Linked DNA regions of Sus scrofa: region 1 is linked to region 2. A link is a contact called in public Hi-C data. All regions are on one chromosome and are shown on one strand. Each heading gives the region's core, a stretch centred on a gene start, on an enhancer-like site or on the middle of the called end of the contact. The rest is flanking DNA. Distances are from core to core; before and after follow the strand shown.

Region 1 (4,820 bases), core at 2,168-4,667, 140 kb after region 2:
CAGAAAGGGAGTTCCCATTGTGGCTCAGCAGAAATGAATCCAACTAGTATCCATGAGGATGGGGGTTTGATCCCTGGCCTTGCTCACTGGGGCAGGGATCCGGCGTTGCCATGAGCTATGGTGTAGGTTGTAGGCATGGCTTGGATCTAGCGTTGCTGTGGCTGTGGTGTAGGCTGGCAGCTATAGCTCCGATTAGGCTCTAGCCTGGGAACCTCCATATGCTGCAGGTGCAGCCCTAAAAAGACAAAAGACAAAAAAAAGAAAAAGAATGTTTTACTTTGTGATAGAGCTTAATTAGAATCTTTTAAGGGTGGCAGCCAAGGAAATGTATTACCATTAATTATTATATAAAGGTTGCCATTTCTGTCTTTATGATATAAGATGTTGATTTTTAAAAAGTAATAGGAAATTTTTTCAGTTAAAAATTTTTACTGAAAAAAAATCCAAGTGCCTAACTTTTAGACATAATAGTTTTGTTAAATATATTATGAAAACTAGTGTTTTTGGATTCTATTTATCAAATTGAAGGTCTATAGTGAACCTTTCTATAAAATAATTTAAAATCATTGGAAAGAAATATAAAGAAAAAAATTTTTTTAAACTAAATGATTCGTAGTTGGGCGAAAGTTGATCTTGAGATGCCTGTTCAGTGAGTAGTATGTAGGGGTTCTCCTGTGGCATGGCGGGTTAAGATTGGCTTGTCTCTGTGGAGGTACCAGTTTGATTCCTGGCCCTGCCACAGGGGAAAAAAAAGAGAAGAATGTCATTTAGCATCAGAAGTTGAAATTGAGGAGTTCCTGTTATGGCACAGTGGTTAACGAATCCAACTAGGAACCATGAGGTTGCGGGTTCGGTGCCTGCCCTTGCTCAGTGGGTTAACAATCCGGCGTTGCCGTAAGCTGTGGTGTAGGTTGCAGACGGGCTCGGATCCCGCGTTGCTGTGGCTCTGGCGTAGGCTGTGGCTACAGCTCCGATTCAACCCCTAGCCTGGGAATCTCCATATGCCGCAGGAGCGGCCCAAGAAATAGCAAAAAAAAAGCCAAAAAAAAAAAAAAAAGAGAAGTTGAAATTGAGAAAGATTTTGGCACCCCTGTTGCTAATATATTCTTATTCCTAATGAAACAGTGTCAGTTTTTCATTAATGAATAAAGACTTTCTATAAAGACTTAAAAATATTTCATGTTGACTGTTGAATAATGACCTTATGAAATAATGCTCTGGATTATATTTCTTTCCTTTAGTCTCTCTGCTCCAAATGGTTATCTTAAAAATTAGTCCTGGAGTTCCTGTTGTGGCACAGTGGAAACAATCCGACTAGGGATGATGAGGTTGTGCGTTTAATCCCTGGCCTCGCTCAGTGGGTTAAGGATCTGGTGTTGCCATGAGCTGTGGTATAGGTTGCAGACATGCTCGAATCTGGCATCGCTGTGGCTGTGGTGTAGGCCGGCAGCAACAGCTCCGATTAAACCCCTAGCCTGGGAACCTGCATATGCTGCAGGTGCGGCCCTAAAAGGACAAAAGGCAAAAAATAAAATAATAAAACTAAATAATAATAAATAAAATAAGTCTTTTGTTTGGGGGGATCCTTTAGTAAATAGGTCTTTTGTATGGGGGATCTTTTATCAAGGCAGACTATAAATATTTAGATTCTATTAAAATAATCACTTTTTAAAAACATTTATAAAATAGTGTAACTTGGATACTTTAAAACTAACTTTATTTAAATATATCTAGGATACAGATTATCTGAGAAGTCCCCTTTTAGAATGTTTTATTTTATTTTTTTTAAATAACAATTAATAGGGAGTTCCTGTTGTGGCTCAGTGGAAATGAATCTGACTAGTAATCATGAGGTTGTGATCCCTGGCCTCGCTCAGTGGGTTAAGGATCTGGACTTGCTGTGAGCTGAGGTATAGGTCGAAGACATGGCTCGATCCTGCATTGCTTCAGCTGTGGTGTAAGCTGGCAGCTGTATTTCCAATTCCCTAACCTGGGAACTTTCATATGTTATGGCTGCAGCCCTAAAAAAAAGCAAAAACAAAAACAAACAAAAAAAATTAATAGGAGTTCCCTGGTGGCCTAGCAGTTAAGGACTTGCCCTTGCCATTGTCACTGCTGTGTTTCAGGTTCGATTCCTGGCCCAGGGGCTTCTGCATGCTGTGGGTGTGGCCAAAAAAATAAGATAAAATAATGATTAATGCTTTGTTGTTATACTGCATACTAAATACTGATCTGTATACTTTTTATGGCTGTGTAACATTCCATTTTCTTTTAATCATTTTCCACTTTCACAAAGAGTGCTTTCAGTTTTCTGCTTTTCATCAATTCTTTAGAGCCCTCCCATGTATGACTATAAATCTATGAAATTGTAAATAAAATGATATAAAATCAAATTCTGCATTCTATAAAAAGAATTTTTCTTCGATCGTAATAATTGCTTTTCATTTCTGAAAGTTGTTTTACAATTTTGTCTATTCATTTTTAATAATCATTTGTAATTTGTAATTGCGCCCTTTTATTTTTTTTTTAATGTTACATATTGTAGCTATTCTCTTTGATCTCTAACAGTACCTGGGGATCTACTTCTGTGGTTTTATTTCTTCTGACTCTCCGTCGTCATGACTTCCTTTCTAAAGTGATTGGTGATCTTTGATTGTGAGTTAGAGTTTAATTGGAGTTCTTTGGACCTAAAGTGAGAATTCAGGAAGTTTTCCTGGAATCCCTTCATCTTCCCTTTGAGTTTTTAGTGGGGAATTTCCAGGTTTCCTTTTCCAGCTTTGTGGCTGGCCTCAGGCTGAGTTTCCCAATTAATCACTCCCCTCTGGCAGCTCTCCACTCTGCCTGCCACTCAGGTACCAGCTCCAGCTCTATTCACTTAAAAAATTTTAGAAGGATTCTTGGAACTTTTCCCCTTGCCTCTTTTGAGGCTAGCAGTGTCTCAAATAGTGTGTTCTTTCTCGTCTTTAGCTGTTCGTGGCAGAAGAATCTCCAAGGCGCCTATAAGCAGAAGTCAGAAATCACTGTTTCCGTACCCATCATTATGTTTTCCCTACGACCAGGAAGAGATTATTTCATGAAAAATCTTTTTCTAGATTAACTTTTAAAACATAATTTTTATAAGATTTTCCATTATAATAATTGGTTACAGTTTAAATTTACATTAGACTTGCTTTTATTTATTCTTCAAGGTCCTATAAATCTTTGTCATGTATAATAGTGTTTTTAAGAACGCGAGGATAATGCCAATGGTCCTTGGTCTGTTAAAAGTCTCTGCTTCTTCTATCGTACAGGAAACCTTAGAGCCTTCTTCCTAAGGTGTCTTAAACAGGCTCGTCTTTCATTAGCTTTACAGCTTTCAGAATTTAAAATGGAGCCATTATCCTTTAATGTACATACCGTGGTTATTTTTAGGATCTTAATTTCAGTAACACCTCTAGTTTTGCTTTGTTGAAAATCTTAAAATTAATCGTGGAATGAACAGTTATACAAATTTTATGGTATAGCAAGAAATAATGGAAGGGAAATATTTTAGAAAATAATTACTTGTATCACTGACGTTTGTAAAACTACTTTGTCAGACAAATATTGAAGTACAGTTTATGTTGGCAAATGTTGTGATTGCTTTTATATTAATTTAAAACCTGAATTGCACTAAAGCCCAAGAATGGACTTACTGAAAATGTAGGCTGTGTAATAAGTTTCTGAGCCCTTTATGGATTGGGTTTAAATATGCAAGTTTGTTAAACCATTGGGAATTAAAGATTTCAGCTGAACATCTCAAGTTTCTGAAACAATACATTTTCTCAGACTTCATGGAATTGTTCTGTGTCATTTACACTTGCTTGGCTCAGCAAGCCCAGCAGTGAGGTATTTTTTATTTTATATTTGTTTTTGCAGGGATCTTAGCAACATAAATTGTGAAGAGCTTGGTCCATTGCCTCCTGGATGGGAGATCCGGAATACAGCCACAGGCAGAGTTTATTTCGTTGACCATAACAACAGAACAACACAGTTTACAGATCCTCGGCTCTCTGCTAACTTGCATTTAGTTTTAAAGTAAGTTTTTGAAACTTTGAAACAATACCTGTTAAAATGCGCATCTGAACAAGACTGATAGATTCTTTTTTTGTAATAAATGTGATCGGATGTCCATTCTCTTCAATTATAAATTACTTTTGTTGAGCATCATTTTATGTAAGAGTATGGCTACTTTTATCTGGTGTATGAGTATTTGTTCCTGTGCTTAAATAGGAACCTGTCCTGAAATGTTAGGAAAAGGTGCACCCTAGCACATCTGCAGAGACAGGCTGCTTTATGTGGTAGGTGAATTTTTTTCCCCTGAGTGTATCAGAAATAGCTCCAGGAGAGCTGGATCTATTCCAGAGGGTTTTCTGTTATGTCAGTTTTGTCCTCCAGCTTTAAGCCTTCTTTACCATTTTCAGGACTTAGTCTTCCTCACAAGTTTTTGTGAATGGACTTGATGTACCCTGGTTTTTTTTTTTTTTTTTAATTGAAATATAGTTGATTTACAGTATTGTGTCAGTGTCAGATATATAGCAAAGTTATATATGTGTGTGTATGTATGTGTGTGTTATATATACGTGTATATGTGTATATATATTATATATGTGTGTGTATATATATGTATATATATTTCCATTTTAGGTTATTATATTGAATATAGCTCCTTGTGCTATATAGCAGGACCTTGTTGGTTGTCTATTTTTTTATATAGTAGTTTGTATCTGATAATCCCATACCCCTCATTTATCACTCTCTACCCTCCCTTTCCCCTCTGGTAACCATAAGTTTATTTCCTG
Region 2 (4,842 bases), core at 1,065-3,564:
GTTTTGTTTGGTCCTCACTTAATTTAAAAAAGTTTGAAATTAGTTTCCAACATGAAAAAATCAGGAGCTCATCATAACAGTCTGGATTTTGGCTTCTCTTGAAAAACCAGATGAGGCAAGAGGTGACCCACATTGCCCATGGCAGCAAGTGGCCGGAGCTGAGTAGTGGCTGCCCCTTTAGACATGGCATACGTGCTCCATTGCCCTCTAATCCTCACCACTCCCTGCTATCCACCACTCTCAACCACAATCACTTGTATGGTCTGCCTTGTTTCTGAAGGCATTCAACTCCCAAACCCCTGAGTTTGGTTCTTAGAGTTCATTTATTCACTCAACAAACATGCACTGAGCCCCTCCTGAGGCCAAGTTCTGTGCTAGGCTCCCAGATCAACAGCATGTGCGCTGGTGGTGATTTAGGAACCATGTGGTTAAGTCCCTATAAATTCCTGGTGGCCTAGTAGTTAAGGACCTGGCATTGTCACTGCCATGGCTTGGGTCAGTGCTGTGGCATGGGTTTGATCCCTGACCCAGGAACTTCCACATGCCGAGTAAGTGCCCCCCCAAAGATAAATCCTACTGATGTGGGAGCATTGCAGAGTGCTCCTAGCCTGGAGGGAGTCAAGGGAGGTATCCTGCTGGAGACACTTGACTTTTTTTTTTTCCACTCAGCATAAAGACCTAAGATCCCCTCAAATTGTTCCATGTATCAATAGCTCATTCCTTTTTATTGCTGAGTAGTATTCCATTGTATGGCAGTACCACAACTTGTTTATCCATTCACCTGTTGAAGGAAATTGACTTATTTCTGGTTTTTGACCTGTGATGGTTAGTTTTAAGTGTCACATTGCATGGGCTGCAGGGTGCCCAGATATTTGGTCAAATTTTATTCTGGTTGTATCTGTGAGGGCATTCTGGGTGAGCTTAATGATTAAATTAATAGACTGAGTAAAGCAGATTACCCTTCTTAATGTGGGTGGGCCTCCTCCGATCAGTTGAAGTCCTGAATAGAACAAAAAGGCTGGTTTCCCCCCACATAAGAGGGACTCCTGGAGTTCCCATTGTGGTACAGGGCTTAAGACTCCAACCACAGGAGTTCCCATCATGGCTCAGCGGGAACAAATCTGACTAGCATCCATCAGGATGCAGGTTCAATACCTGGCCTTGCTCAGTGGGTTAAGGATCTAGTGTTGCCGTGAGCTGTGGTGTAGGTCACAGAAACGGCTCGGATCTGGCATCGCTGTGGCTGTGATGTTGGTTGGCAGCTATAGCTCCAATTTGACCCCTAGCCTGGGAACTTCAAACTTCCATATGCTGTGGGTGTGGCCCTAAAAAAAAAAAAAAAAAAAAAAAAAAGAATCCAACTGCAGTGGCTTGGGTGGCTACAGGTTCGATTCTCAGCCTGGCACAATGGGTTGATGGATCCAACATCACTGCAGCTGAGGCTTAGGTTGCAGCTGCGGCTCGGATTCAGTCTCTGGCCGAGGAACTTCCAGATGTTGTGGGTGCAGCCACAAGGAAAAAAAAAAAAAAGGTAATCCTCCTGCCTGCCTATCTCGAGCTGGTGTATTGATTTTTCCCGCCTTTAGACTCAAACTGAAACTTCAGGTCTTTCTCGATTTCAGACCTTCGTACTCAGACTGGAACTGCACCATTGGCTGGCTTCTGTCTCCAGCTTGCTGACTGTGAAACTCAGAACTTGTCAGCCTCAGGGATCATGCGAGCCAGTTCCTTATGCTAAATCTCTCTCTTTCTCCCTGCCTCTCTCCCTGTGGTTTCTTTTTCTCTGAAGACCCCTGCCTAATACATGACTCTTACAAATAAAACTGCTATCAACATCGATATACAGGATTTCATGTGAACACAAGTTTTTGTTTCTCCGGGATAAATTCCCAGGAGTGCAGTTGCTGGATCTTATGGCAAGTGTATATTTAACTTTATAAGAAACAGCCAAACTGTTTTTTAGAAGGGCTGTACCATTTTGACATTCCTACTGTTCATCATGTTTGTTATGTTCCTAAACTAGTTAAATTAGTTAAATTTGAGAGGGGCTGACATTTCGCAGGCTGGCCATGCAGGGGTTTTGCCCACTTAAATTATAAATCACGGCTATCACACGCATCCTTGTTCTAACTTTCTGTTTACTCACCAAACACAGAGGTCTGCAGGGTTAGAGATTTGAAATAACAAACCTGGCTGCCTCAGATTTTCTTGGCTGGCACCAGGTCTTGCCAGGGCTTTGAATCAGCTGGGTGCAGGGAAGGGTCACCAGGAAACTCAGGCTGCCGTACCCGACAGGAAGCGTGGGACGAAACTTACTCTGGGTCTGGCTCGTGGTCAGCCCGGCTGGGGCCTGAGGCTTCCAGACCAGCTCAGTGAGCGCTGTCAGGAAACAGCTCTGGCTCTTTAAATCGCCCCACCCCTGGAAAAATAAATTCATAAACAAAGAAACCCTGAGCTCCTTCTTCTTCTTCTTTTTTTGGGTTCCACTCACGGCATGTGGACGTTCCTGGGCCAGGGACTGAACCCATGCTACAGCAGCAATCTGAGTTGCTGCAGTGATAACGCCGGATCCTTAACCTGCTGCACCACAAGAGAACTCCTATTTACAAATATTTTAGGTATTTGAAATGCAACTGTATTCAGATCTGCTTGCAAAATGAATGAACATTATTGTACATCAAGAAGCTGCCACTAGGAGTTCCCGTTGTGGCTCAGCAGAAACAAATCTGACGAGCATCCACGAGGACGCAGGTTCCATCCCTGGTCTCACTCAGTGGATTAAGGATCCGGCGTTGCTGTGAGCTATGTTGTAGGCCACAGAAGCAGCTCAGATATCGTGTTGCTGTGGCGTAGGTCAGCGGTTATAGCTACAATTTGACCCCAAGCCGGGGAACCTCCATATGCCACGGATGCAGCCCTAAAAAGACAAAAAGGAAAAAAAGAAAAAAGAAAAAAGAGGTTGCCACCAACTAATCATGATGTGACTAGAGCAGTCTAATACTTAAAGTCAAGGCAGTGATGGAGTCTAAAATATGGAGTAACTTGTTAAACCATCACATGCACTCCAGGGCTAATTCGTTTCCTGCAATCAAGCCTGTGGTTTGCTTGGCTATAGGATAACGTGGCAAACACTCTTGATGCCGCAGTGCAGCCTATAAAACTGCACTTCTGACCCAGGGCTTCAACTTGTTTTCTCAACATCTTCCAGAAAGGATGAGCATCTGAGAAATCTCCAAGTCACACTCCCATATGCTGTCCTGAGCCTCCTCCAGGGGAGCATTGGGGCAGGGGGTGGGGAGGTGGGGGTGGGGGGAGAACAGGCTACCAACTCCAGCGTAGGCTCTGCAGTGTGTGTGTGTTTTAAATCAAAATGTAATTCTCATTCCATAAAATTGACGCTTTTAAATTGTATGAGTCAATGCTTTTAGTATATTCCATTGCACATCACCACAATTTAATTTCAGGATGTTTCATCACTCTGAAAAAAACTCCGTACCCATTAGCAGTGAGTCCCTGTTTACTCCTCCTCCCCAGCTATAGGTACCCACTCATCTGCTTGCTGGGTCTATGGCGCTACCTCTTCTGCACATTTCCTACAAATGGGATCATGTAACACATGGACTCTTATGTTGGCTTCTTATACTCAGCATGTTACCCAGGTTCATTCATGTTGAAGCATCTATCGGTTCCTCATTCATTTGTATTGCCAAGTAATAGTCTATAATACGGGCATATCACATTTTGTGTGTATCCATTCATCAGTCTATGGGCATTTGGGTTATTTCCATTTGGGGGCTCTTATAAATGACGGTGCTATGAATATTTGTGTACAAGTTTTTATGCGGACATATGTTCTCAGTTCTCCTGGGTATATAGCTAGAAGTGGAATTGCTGCATCATAGGGTGAGTCTATGTTTAAGATTTTGAGGAACTGTCAAATGTTTTCCAAAGTGGCTGTACTTGGAGCTCCCTTGTGGCACAGCGGGTTAAGGATCCTGCCTTGTCACTGCTCTGGTGGCATGGGTTTGATTCTTGGCCTAAGAACGTCCACATGCTGTGAGCGTGGCCAAAAACAAACAGAAGCCAAAACAAAGTGGCTGCACGATTCTCCATTCTCCGTAGCAATGTGTAAACACTCCAGTTTGTCCACATCCTTGCCAACACTCTTAGTATCCATCTATTTGACTATAGCCATGTAGAGGGTATGGGGTGGTATCTCGTCGTTCTGATTTGCATTTCCCTAATGACTGTCGATGCTGAGTATATTCTCATGTGTTTTACTGGCCGCTAGTATGTCTTGTCTGGAGAAATATCTATTCAGACCCTTTGCTCACATTCCTATTGGATTATTTGTCACTTTGTTGATGAGTTATAAATGCTCCTTATATATTTTGCATACGAGGCCCTTATCAGATATATGAATCGCAAATATTTTCTCTCATTCTGTGGGTTGTCTTTCCACTTTCTTGATTGTGTCCTTTGCAGCACAAAAGTTTTAAGTTATAATGAAGTCCAAGTTATTATTATTTTTATTGCTGTGCTTTTGTCATAGCTCAGAAATCACTTGTCTAATCCAAAGTCGCAGAGATTTGTGTCCATGCTTTCTCCTATGAGTTTTATGGCTTTCGCTCCTTGGGTCTTTGCTCTATTTGAGTTAATTTTTTTTCTGTATGGTGTGAGGTAGGTGGTCCAGCTCACTCTCTTGCTTGTGGATATCCAGTTGTCCCAACACCATTTATAGAAAAGATTGATCTTTCCCCCCTGAGTTGTGTGGCCACCCTTGTCGAAAGTCAATTGATCGTAAAAATAAGGTCTCTCATTTCTGGACTCTCAATCCTATTC

Evidence for each region. A called contact is a pair of places that touch in the nucleus more often than the background predicts.
Region 1: a Hi-C map of mesenteric adipose tissue shows a contact between it and region 2, with 1.9 times the contacts expected there. The contact joins two enhancer-like sites. A contact is called at or near these places in 14 of 47 Hi-C or Micro-C datasets (adipocytes, alveolar macrophages, embryonic fibroblasts and 9 more) and 2 of 2 datasets of contacts at active chromatin or transcription factors (alveolar macrophages and skeletal muscle).

The regions. Positions count from the first base shown.
Region 1 is chr12:14,461,569-14,466,388 of Sscrofa11.1, forward strand. The region is part of intron 9 of SMURF2 (E3 ubiquitin-protein ligase SMURF2); the gene reads left to right. Among named protein-coding and RNA genes, the nearest start is that of SMURF2, 95 kb to the left of the region's middle. Within about 2 kb of position 3,418, at least 5 of the 83 cell types and tissues checked have an H3K27ac peak or open chromatin away from gene starts, as enhancers often do. A contact at or near this core is called in mesenteric adipose tissue, where this site is marked.
Region 2 is chr12:14,319,792-14,324,633 of Sscrofa11.1, forward strand. No RefSeq gene overlaps it. Among named protein-coding and RNA genes, the nearest start is that of KPNA2, 37 kb to the left of the region's middle. Within about 2 kb of position 2,315, at least 29 of the 83 cell types and tissues checked have an H3K27ac peak or open chromatin away from gene starts, as enhancers often do. A contact at or near this core is called in mesenteric adipose tissue, where this site is marked.